Regions from separate parts of the Mus musculus genome. Here region 1 is linked to region 2. A link is a contact called in public Hi-C data. All regions are on one chromosome and are shown on one strand. Each heading gives the region's core, a stretch centred on a gene start, on an enhancer-like site or on the middle of the called end of the contact. The rest is flanking DNA. Distances are from core to core; before and after follow the strand shown.

Evidence for each region. A called contact is a pair of places that touch in the nucleus more often than the background predicts.
Region 1: a contact with region 2 is called in a Hi-C map of uterus, with 5 times the contacts expected there. The contact joins two enhancer-like sites. A contact is called at or near these places in 1 of 39 promoter capture datasets (hippocampal neurons), 1 of 15 datasets of contacts at CTCF or cohesin (pro-B cells), 47 of 484 Hi-C or Micro-C datasets (B cells, the BV-2 cell line, DN2 thymocytes and 28 more), 7 of 115 datasets of contacts at active chromatin or transcription factors (PVALB interneurons, cardiomyocytes, embryonic basal ganglia and 4 more) and 1 of 9 other capture datasets (bone marrow-derived macrophages).

Annotation. Positions count from the first base shown.
Region 1 is chr10:14,193,535-14,199,336 of GRCm38.p6, forward strand. No RefSeq gene overlaps it. Among named protein-coding and RNA genes, the nearest start is that of Gm51759, 69 kb to the left of the region's middle. Within about 2 kb of position 3,422, at least 47 of the 459 cell types and tissues checked have an H3K27ac peak or open chromatin away from gene starts, as enhancers often do. A contact at or near this core is called in PVALB interneurons, brain, cerebral cortex and 4 more, where this site is marked.
Region 2 is chr10:13,981,655-13,987,634 of GRCm38.p6, forward strand. All of the region lies in intron 1 of Hivep2 (human immunodeficiency virus type I enhancer binding protein 2), which reads left to right. Among named protein-coding and RNA genes, the nearest start is that of Hivep2, 18 kb to the left of the region's middle. Within about 2 kb of position 2,182, at least 300 of the 459 cell types and tissues checked have an H3K27ac peak or open chromatin away from gene starts, as enhancers often do. A contact at or near this core is called in PVALB interneurons, brain, cerebral cortex and 4 more, where this site is marked.

The sequences.
Region 1 (5,802 bases), core at 2,172-4,671, 210 kb after region 2:
ACAAGTCTCTTCCTCGAACGACACTGAATTGTGCTATCCAAGGGTGTGGTGAGCCTAGAGAGGGGTGAAACCCAGCTGTCACACAGGGTATCCTCCTGTGACCCCAGTGAGAAGGTGACAATAACTTCATTTTATAGCCAGTGACACTGAGAGGGATTGGGGGAGGACAAACCCTCCCTGCACTCTAGCCTCTTCTTTCCTGCTTTAAAACCTGGGTAAACTCTCCCAGGAACAAGAAGCCCTTCCTTCGCTTGTTCTAACAGCGGGTTGGCTTTTGGGTATCTCCTGGTATGTTGCCATTTATGGATTTGGGCAAAATAACAGAATTGAATAGCTGCAGAGTGTCAGACTCCTTTCTCCCCTTTTTTTCTTCCACACTGAGTTCCCTGTTTCTATGGCAATGAATAGGATGTTTTGCACCAAGAAACACTTTAAATGCCACTGGGGGAAGGCAAGAACCACGCATAGCTCTCTATGGAGCTGGAAGGTGAAACGAGATGCTAAGAACTGACTGAAATAAGGAGAGAGAGAGGAAGTAGGGAGGCTAAGGAGACTCAGAAGGAGGGAGGTGAGAGGTGAAGAAGCAGGTGTTTTGGAGGGGAATATTTGACAATGAGATAGCATCTGAGCATTGAGACCTCCGAGTAGTTGCTATGAATATGAATCTGACCTTGAGCACACTAAGAGAGTTTGTTCACTTTAGGGGAGTGCCAGGTAAAAGTCACCTGGAGACAGAACTCCTGGATGAGGGAGATGATATAGTCTCTTAGCCTAGAACCCACATGAAGGTGGTTTCCAAGGTACTTCTTGTGGTAGGGGAGTTCCAATAGGATCCCCTCAAGTGTTGTGCATTACAGTCCAGCACTAGGCCCCTGGATTTCAGCTTTCCTGCTCACAGTATTACAACTAAAATTTCCCTTCCATCATGAATTCTTGTGGACCAGCCGTAGTGCGACTTATCCTGGGGAGGTGGGAACACATGGGAATTCACTCCACACAGGGATGATAGACAGAAGGAATGATTCCACTCAAGCATGGTTTAGGAAACCAGTAATTTATTGAAGTTGCTCACAGAATCATAGAGAGGGAGCTCCGGATGGGGGCATTGATGACTGAAAGGCATTATCAAAAGCCTCCCCTTAGTGTGAACAATGACAAACGGGAGACATTTCGAGAACTCCCAGCAAGACACATGGGCATCTCCTCTTTCCTGAATTTTTACTACTTTTATAAGACTGGAGAGAGGCTTTAGGGATCCTGTGAGTTTCAGGAACTTCCTTAGACATACGCTTTTCTTACCTAAGTCTTAAGGAGCCTTCTTCTAGAAGAAAATGTTTTAATTAGGAGGAAATAGCCACACAGCATCACTTCTCTAAGGCCCTCCTCTTGTGTTATCCAGCTTTCCACTGTTGTATCAAATACTTAAGGTAATTAACTTATAAAGAGAAAAGGCTTATTTGGGGTCAAGATGTTGGAGGTTTCAGCCCATGACTATTTAGCTCCATTTCTTTTGGACATATGGCAAGGAAGCATATGGGTACCTTGCTTAAAGTACAAGCTGCTCATTTTCTGGCTAGAAAATCAAAGAGTGAAAGAGGAAAGGATTTGGACGTCACAGCCTCCTTTAAGAGCACCCCATCATAATGTAAAGACTTTCTGCTGGGCCTTTCCTTCTAACCACTCTGCATCCCGCTATTCCTACACCTTTACCCCATGAACGTTGGGGAAGTTTTCCAATTCCAAACTGCAGTGTCTTTATTTGTATGGACTTGTCTATACATGTCCCCTAGATAGTTACACACACACGCACATGCACACGCACACACACAGCCTTTTCCTCTTTTCTCTAGTAAATATGAAAAACCAACCAACCAACCAAACAAAGAACAGCAATGACAACCACAAAATGCAGAACACCATAATAGAACAGATGCTGGTAGGGCTGTGGGTGGCACATCAGGTGCCCCTTACTTTTATATCTGCTTACTTTCTCACCACTGCTACATCAAAACACACCAAGCTCAATGGAGCCTCAAAGTTTCTGATCTGAAGGTTTTCCAGGCTATAAGCTGCAAAATTCAAGTCCCACTACAGGAATAACCAATCAAAGTATAGCCTCAGAATAGCTGGTCCATGTGTGATGGAAACTCAAAACTTTTCTTTTGCTCTTTCTCTCTATTGCTTGCCAGGGACCTGTAACAGGCTTACTGGAAACTGTCCCTTGTTCTAAAAAGAAAACCCATCAGGACTCATGAAAGCCACTAGCGTCTGCACAGAGAGGACCAGGGTACCATACAGAGAAGGAAATGACCAGAGGCCAGGGTCAACAACTGGGGAACAGGAGTTGAGGGGAGTCTCTGTCCTCTGGCTGCTTGGCAGGGCCCTGCTTTCCAAGGCCTTGGCCAGGGCAACCCAGTTTATTTTCGGTTAATCTGGGTATGCCCTAATTTATTACTGGAGCCTCAAATTTGCATGTCTACTTTAAGAGACCCTAACAAGTACACATAATAAAATGTTAATTTATGCCTTCTGTGAGGATTGGGATCTAGCGTGGCTTTGACGCAACTGCAAAGCAGAACAAATCTGGAAACTCTGGCAGGCAGGCAGGATGGTGGGGGAGGGACTGCGCGCTTCTCTGGGTTTTAGAAGGGCAGCTGCTGGAGGAGGCTGGGAAAGTATCCTGGCGTTCCCCTCCATGTACAACCCAAGGGGGCTTTCTACAATAGTCCAGGGTGGCCCTTTTGTCTCAGACCCCTGACTAAACACAATATCAAAATATCACCAAGCATAAAGCAGGCCGGTTGGTAAATACTTGGTGGATTGATTCATAATACTGGGAATGTCTTGAGCACAGACATTTCCTTCCGCGGTTCTGGAACTGTCAGGTCTTGCTTAGCTGCTCCTAAGCTCCACGCCCAGCTTCTCTCTGAAGAAAGCAGCCCACGCTTGCATTCGTGCGGCATTTATGGAAGCTGCGAACAGCCACTCCCGCAAAGGATCGCTGGATTCCTCAGACATTACCCAGTGCAGGCTGTCCTGGGAGATCTTTCACATCAGTTGTGATCTCCTCAGGTACCATCCCCATGGCTGACACTCTAGAGCAGTGTTTCTCAATAGTCCCTCCTGTGTGGTTACCCTCAGCCATAAAACTATTTTTGTTGCTACATTATAACCGTAAATTTGCTATGTTATTGATGATAAGGTAAATATTTGTGTTTTCTGATGGTCCCTTGAAACAGTCATTTGACCCTCAAAGAGATGACGACCCACACAGGCTGAGAACCGCTGCTCTAGCGTCTCTTAAACTGGTCCTCTTATTCAGAACCATACTATTTATTTACATCTCCTCATTATACTGACCTTGGGAGGATTTCAGGATTAAAATATACCAGCAGACTTCTGGTAGGTTTATGTAACCAACTTCTGGCGCTCCTGCCAAATCTATGATACCACATTCCTCCAAGAACCACTCCTTTCTCCACAAACGGAACCCCAAGTAAGCAGCCATCACCCAACCACCACGGCCATGGATTGTATCAGGGGCCCTTGGCCCTCATCGGGTGAGCACTATCTTCCTCTTAGGAATTTATAACTAGGTTTAAGAAAGTTGAGTAGACATTAGTATCTGGGTCAGGCATGGAGTTTGGAGGTACAGAGGACATTTGCTAAGAGAATCAAGACAAGCCAGGATATGGAGTAAAAAAAGAAAAATAAAGTAAAATAGAATCTGCATAGATTTGGGTATCCTTCATGCTGCTGGGTTCTGAAGGTGACTCAATATTCTTTCCAATAATTTCCTATTCGTCGACTGGGCTTATTTGACTGGATTTCCGGTACTTGCTTGCAAAGGGACTTTCAAAAGACATTACTTTTTATGATAGAGTTCTGTTGCTGTAATCAGGACTGCATCCCTCACTGAATTGTCGCCCTCTATAGGATTGACTGCCCAACTTCCAGTGGCTTATGACACCAGTATCATAATCCACACTTAGACTCAGGGTGCTCTACAAACTGTTCATCTAACCCAGGTCATTTTCTCTGTCTCTTCCATATAGCCCCGTTTTTTGAGTCAGTCTATCTGTCTCTCTGTCCTTCTCACTCTCTCACCCTCTTCCTCTGCCGCACCTCTGTATTCAGAGGTCATCCTCTAGTGTTATTTCTGGGCAGCTCATCTTGATTTTGTGGTAGGCCAACACTGGACTGGAACGCACAATAGTTAAATCTGGCTGTCTACTGAGCCTCAGCTTCTTGTCCTACTGAGCCTTGTCATCAGTACTGTGACCACAAGTATATATCATGCTGTTCTTTTCACATTGGTCTGGGGACAGAAGTCCTATCTGCATGTTTTCGAGGTGAGCACTTTCCCAACTGAGCTATCTCCCTTGCTCCTGTCCTCCTTGTCTTAGTCAGGGTTTCTATTCCTGCACAAACATCATAACCAAGAAGCACTTGGGGGAGGAAAGTATTTATTCTGCTTACACTTCCATACTGCTGTTCATCACCAAGGAAGTCAGGACTGGAACTCAAGCAGGTCAGAAAGCAGGAGCTGATGCAGAAGCCATGGAGGGATGCTCTTTACTGGCTTCTTCTCCTGGCTTGCTCAGCTTGCTCTCTTATAAAACCCAAGACTACCAGCCCAGAGATGGTCCTACCCACAAGGGGCCTTTCCCCCTTGATCACTAATTGAGAAAATGCCTTACAGTTGGATCTCATGGAGGCATTTCCTCAACTGAAGCTCCTTTCTCTGTGATAACTCCAGCTGTGTCAGGTTGACACAGAACTAGTCAGTGCACTCCTCTTTAGAGCTCTCTAAACCTTATTTCCCTGTGTCACTGCCTGGGTTGGAATGGTCTTTCCTTTCTTCTTGGCCATACATGAGATCTGGATTAGACACTGGAAGCTTTTCAGTTTCATATATGACCACTCTGGAAAAAGCGGGCACAGTTCTTATTAACAGCAGCGAACAATTTGCCTAATGAAAACTGAGTTTAAACTGCTAAAGAAGTGAGAGAGCTAAACTGTGTTCTTGGCTCACTGGGAAGGAGTGTCTTCCTTTCATAAAAACTTTAACATTTCTCAGCACTGAGGGAGGAGCCAAATAGCACCAGTGTTCTCCCAGATGTAAAGGGCATGGTGGGGTCTGTATATAGAGAGAGCATAAAATAACTTATCAGACCCCTACTTTGTGTGTTCAGTGTCAATGGATTACACCCTGAACTGAAGCAAGAATGGCAGAGGAGAAGCCCACTGGATGAATGGTTTTAATACTGTCTGATGACAATAAAGCCAGAGATGCTGGAGTGAGTGGAGAGATGGATCAACAACGTCAAGAGTATTGACTGCTTTGCCAGAGGACCCAGGGTCAATTCCCAGCATCTACTTGGTGAGTCACAACCATCTGTAACTCCAGTTCCAGGGAATCTAAACGCCTCTTCTGACCTCTGTGTGTACCAGGTATATATGCTGTACACAGACATATATGCAGGAAGAACACCCCACATGGTAATTAGTAATAATACTATTAATAAAGCCATAGATGTTGAATATATTTCTGGTGGGAGGCCAGTGGAAATGGGAAACACTGCTGGTGTGCACGACAGGCACTCTCATTTTAGGTCCATGGAACCACGCCATAAAATAGTTCACACAACATTTGTTACAAAAAGAAGCCCAAAGAAATTATTTCTTTCAAATTTTAGGCAAAAGAAACCTAATCTGTACTTTGTGCCAATCACTGTCATGGTGACCCACATTCCTGTGGGACTGGCAGCACATGGTACCTACCCCTGGGCCTTCTCACTT
Region 2 (5,980 bases), core at 932-3,431:
TAGAGAAGTTGTTTCTTAAATAATGTATACAGAACCCTAAATATGTTTAAAAAATCATGTCTTAGATCAGCTTAAGGTTCATAGCAAATTGAGCAGATAGATATTTCTCATTCAGCTTACCTGTGTGTATACTGCTGCCTCCCCGCTTCAGTTAGTGAGGAAGACCTGCTACTCCAAAGATTTATATTGAGAAATTACCATTGCTGAAGGTCATCATGTAAGGCTGTAAATGTCTCTTATCATGTCCTGCGAAACACTGCATAGTTGAAATGTTAGAGACGGTGGTTCAGTGCCTTCATACTGGTTTGTCATGAGAACAGAAGTTATCATTTTTTCTTGTAATTAACAATCTATCTCATTAGCAAACTGAAAGGAAACTATTTCAGTTTTTATTTCATAATAATTATACAATACCTTATGGTCTTATTTTTAACCACTGTTAACCTTAACCCACTGACTTGTAGAATTACCCAGGGTTATCATGGTTATGGCTTGAAACGAAATACAAGTCTGGAAATTGAGGCTAAAGAAAAAAAAAAATCAGTGGCTTAAAAACTATAAATCGATCATTTTTCCCTTAAAATATTTTGGTCCTGTTTTTTGTTGTTATTATCCAGGGTAAGAGCAAGACCAAATAGATCTTAGGAGACTTTTAAGAAATAAATTACGAGCATTAAAGACCTCAGTAGGTGGAAGTTTATGCTGTGCAGTGGGTATTTAATGAGAACATAGCATTTCCTGTTTGTCTTCGACTTCATTGGAGGTGCGCAGTATGGAAATCAGCTTTCATTTCTGCCATGTGTCAGTTGTTTAAGGAATCAATATTGGAGATAAAAAGTGGGGCTCGAGGGGAGGAAGGGGGAGGGCAGGCAACTTTTGATGCTTTAAAAGATTCCTGGTAGCCAGGTGTGGTGGCGGACGCCTTTAATCCCAGCACTTGGGAGGCAGAGGCAGGTGGATTTCTGAGTTTGAGGCCAGCCTGGTCTACAAAGTGAGTTCCAGAACAGCCAGGGCTATACAGAGAAACCCTGTCTCGAAAAACAAAACAAAACAAAACAAAACAAACAAAAAAAAGATTCCTGGTAGAGAGTCCTATTAGGGAAACTGCAATCAGGATCGGGCAAGGAAAGTGCTTCTTCAGCCTCTGAAGATGCATGCCTCTTCTTGCTGGGGCCGGGCGGGGGTTGGTGGGCGGGAGTTGAGTCCTGCAGGACCGTAAGGCGTCAGGTGGCCTCTTGTGGGACTGCAGACCCGGGAGGCGCAGCGTTGCAGCGGGAGTCTCAGCGCACGCCCCCGCCTGCGAGCCCCCGCCCTGCCGGCAGCTGACCTTTGGCCCAGGGGCGGCCATCCGAAGGCGCTGACTGCGATGACGTCTCCCTGGCTGTCAGTGCACAACAGGAAATGCTCTCCGCCTCCCCACTTCCTGCCTGGAGAAAGTGGGGCTCGCTGCTCTAGCAGCCGGCCTAGTTTCGGGGCCCATGCGGAGCACCCTGGTTGCGCAAGGGCTCTGGGTGCAAGGCCTGGCAGGGGCTGCCTGGGCGGAAAGCCAGGGTGAGCACTGGCCGCGGACCGCCCAGCCTGGGGACCCCGAGCATCCGGAGGGGTCCCGGAAAGGAGGCCCCAGTGCTGAATAATGCTGACCTCACAGGGCCTCTGTTGATTCTCTGTTGTAAAGCCCTGACAGGAAGCCTCCTCTTTAACCCTCCTTCCAAAGGCCACCTTTGACTTTGTTGTGGAAATACTGACAAGGGCATCTGGGGCAAAACCTAAATATCAGGCCTGGGGACCCTGCAGGACAGACCCCTTCATAGTCATTTAAGCCATTGTTTAGGTAAAGTGAGGTTTTCTTTTCTTTCTGTGTGTTTTTTTTTTTTAAATATGAACCATTTTGCAAACTTAGGACAGTAATACATCAGTAGCTGTGGATGTATTATCTCGAATTTGCAGATATTTTGCTGATCTCTTTCTCCCTGGTAGACTTCAAACAACGGAAACCAAAGCACGTCAACCTAGGCTTATTAATAAGACATGTTTACATAACCCTTGAAACTGCATTTTAGAACGATATACAATCTATAATTTAGTACCGCGGATGCCCGTGTCGCGCATGCTTGCCAGTACGATAAAGGGAAGAGCCGTCAGCTAAGCAAGCATTGTGCTTATTTCCCTGGCTGACTCATGAATAGGCTTTGTCATGGGAGACTGTTCTTCTGGCCACACGGCCAAAATGCCAAAGTTCACTGGGAGGTCTACTGAGGTTTCTTATGTCAAACACTTGACAGAGTTTTAGTTAGATGAAAATACTGTGTAGTAGTTTCTATTAAACCCCAGGAATATTGTGGAACACGCACTTTACTCTCTGTGTTCTGCTACACTGACCTATGCTTTTGAAAGCGTAGCTTAAATGTCCTCACATGATTAGCCCATGTGTGTAGCATATGATGTCATTAGCCTTGGGAACTGTCAACTGATTTATGCAGTGAAGAACTTTAAGGCTATTTGAGAAGAGTTTTAAGTAAGACCTGTGGGTCTTGAAATCATGTCTTTGGTTTGTTTGTTTGCTTGCTTGCTTGTTTTTTTCTTTCTGGTGTGTATCTGTGGGAGGATAGTTTTGTTTCTTTTGAACTTCTACAGATTATAGAAGGCTACTCAGGGAAATAAACTTGGAGCATAAAAATCAGGGCAAGTTGTAGTTGAGGGGGGCTGACATCATTGTGTAGGCATTACCACATGCTAGCACACCTTATCAAACACAGAGCCTAAAGAATGTTAGGCAAGCTTGCTACCACTCAGCTGCACCCATGATGCAATCTTGATTGTTTAACAATTTGAAGAGCAAACAAGACCATGGGAATTAAAATCTCAGTGGAATAGAAGAATGTTACATTAGTAAAAGATTAAATTTGGGAGGTGATTTTCTTGTCCTTGTACTGACATAGGCAGGAGGTACATTGGATGTCCTGTAAACTATTGAAGTACATGTGAATTTCATCTTTGAGGTTACACTATGTTTGAGCCCATTGTCCATTGCTTTTCTGTATGATTTAACCACTTCTAAATCCAGCTTGTCCGTGTATGACATTAGCATTATGCAGATATTTATTTAGTAGTCGATTAATAAGGATCAATTACTCCAGATTTGAATTAACAATAATCTCCAGTTTTTATGCACCTTCTTGTTCGAGGTGCTAAGTAGGATCCTTAGACTCATTAACTAAATCTCATAATTGTCAGGAGAGTAACATACACTTGTGTGAAAACCATTTTATGAGGAGCCCTTCTGAGTGGTACCAAATTAGAATTTTTATAATATTTATCCAAACCAACATTTGATCTATATTTGTGGCTCAAATATATGTGCTTCATTTCATCCATGAATAGATATGCCTAGTTTGGAGGAAATACTTTTTTTTTAAAAAAAGATTGTATGTATGTATGTTTGTATGTATGTATGTATGTATGTATGTATGTATGTATGTATGTATATGAATACACTGTAGCTGTCTTCAGACACACCAGAAGAGGGCATCGGATCCCATTACAGATGGTTGTGAGCCACCCTGTGGTTGCTGGGAATTGAACTCAGGAGCTCTGGAAGAGCAGTCAGTGCTCTTAACCACTAAGCCATCTCTCCAGCCAGAGGAAATACTTTCTATGGTGCAGAAAGCTCACATGCCTTCATAGAGCTGCCTGACAGCTCCCCCGAGAGCAATAGAAGATGTCTTTTCAACTCTAAGCTGGGAAGTTACATTCTTGGAGGGAAATAAAATAAATAATAAAAAATAAATCATAAAAACACTGCAGAAGAACTTAGAATTATAATTTGAAACATTTTTAAAACGTAATTAAAGCTTCTTTAAGTGATTTATTGGAACACTTTTATTTTCTTATACAAAGGGTTTGCTCTCTACTGTACCTAAGGAACCTTGCAATCAGGGCTGAGTTTGCTCCGTCCTCGCATTATCGCCGATGCCTCCAGCCATGCCCCACCCTGAGCTCTGGCTCCATGTACAGGCGCTGAATGGAGGAGCAGTAGGAGAAAAATGTTGTGGTCATCTCTCGGGTGTCAGATGCATTTTACATTCCTGGCCAAGTTTCAGCATTCTCTTTGTCAAGTAATTTTAAATTCAGCAACAACGAAACAATACCTGAGCTTCTGAAAATGAAATGTAAGCATAATAGGTGCACAATAAATGTTTATTAAATGGAAGTACTGAGAGACACAGGATGCTTGGCAGTCCTGCAGGCCTGGTGCTCCACTTACTGTGTTAGTCATTGACAAACTGCTTTTCATCTAATGAGAGTCTTTAAAAAAAAATTGCATCACCCTATTGATTTACAAGAGGAGACATTTTAGGGGGAGGTGGCAAGCAGCCCACTTGATGCAGAATGATTTTCACCAGCACTTAACCTGTAGGCTCTACTTATCAGTCTGAGATCTGAAGTGCCTTTAAGAGTTTAAATATGCCTAGTGGTTGGTGGTGCCTGCTTTTAATCCCAGCATTCAGGAGGCAGAGGTAGGCCGATCTCTTGAGTAGTTCTGGTCAGCCAAGGTTACCCAGAGTAAACCCTGTGTCTAAAAACAAACAAACAAACAAAACCAAATGTGATTCCAACATGATTGCTGATGCTGATTCTCTAGAGGTCAGGATGATGGGTTGTGCCTGTACCCAGTGCCTAGTGAAGTGCTGAACAGGGCAGGTCTCACCTTGCTGGCCACCTGTACAATCACAGTGGAGCCCAGGATCAGCGGGGCTCTAAGTTTGACTCCATTGTAGTAGGCCTGAATTTTTAAATTTTAAACAAGGACCTCAGTATCTTCTTTTTGTCCGGGCCCTGCAAACACAATAGATAATCTTGAGGGTCTATCCATGACTGTGACAAGATTTTATACACTGGGAATTGGTTACCTCATAGTTGGGGAATTGTCAAATGAGTTAGCATTTTTGGTGTTGGTCATGGGGTCTTGGTTGCTGGGGCAGCTCCTCCTACTTTAGGTGGTTATCTGGATGGTACTAGAATGGACTGCCACTATTGGTATTGCCAGGAAGTAAAACTGTGAGCCACTTAGCTTGTGACACTGGACTGGGGCAAGGCCAGCTCAGAGTGCCTTGACCTTTGGAAGGCAAAACTTGGGAGATACCAAGATAACTAAGGGACAGATATGTATCTGAATAAACAGGAAGGAATATTCATGGTTTACTTCTTGGCTGTAACTCTGCCACAGTTCTGTATCAGCTATATAAAAAGGAGCACAGGGAAGTGTTACGTCTTCGAAGTGGCCAATATCTTGACATTGTAGAACTAATTTTCTGTTAAAGAAGTAAGTACTTTTTAAAAAAGTTGCTCTATGCTCTGGAGCTTAGCAGTGTCAGTGTCCTTAGAAAGCTTTGTGTACACACCCAGAACTGGGTGGTTTTTAATCCTTTGTTACATTATTTGAATAGGTGATTATTCTGGCCCGTCTGTTCCCCTTGAGGACATGGACTTTTTGCATTTTAGCACCAGTCACTCCTGTGGAAGAGTAGTTTCGTTTACAGCTTATTGATAACGACCCAAGCATAGTCAGGCTAAGTGTCTAAGGAACAGAGGAGAGCCATATCAGGTATGTTTATTTTGAATCAGTTAAATATTTACAGTTGCCGATATTTTAAATGTCATGTCTTTAGTCTAACATAGTTATTGTGCATTACATTGTAGCTTCCCAAGTTAATGGATTTGAGCATAGAGTTTATTTTGTAATAGGAAAAAATAAGAAAATAATTCTAAAAATGGGCCCTTGAATGATGGGGAGCCGTTTGTAGTGTCTGCTGCACTAGGGCGTGAGTTCCATAAAGAGCAAATTTATCTGCAAGAATAGCCCAGTGTATGACTGCAGACCTAGATTTGCATGGGAGATATTTGTGGGCACTTCCTGGTTTACGTCTGAGCTTGGGCCACTGCCATATAACTAAGATTCTGCTTTTAATTTTTAGAACAC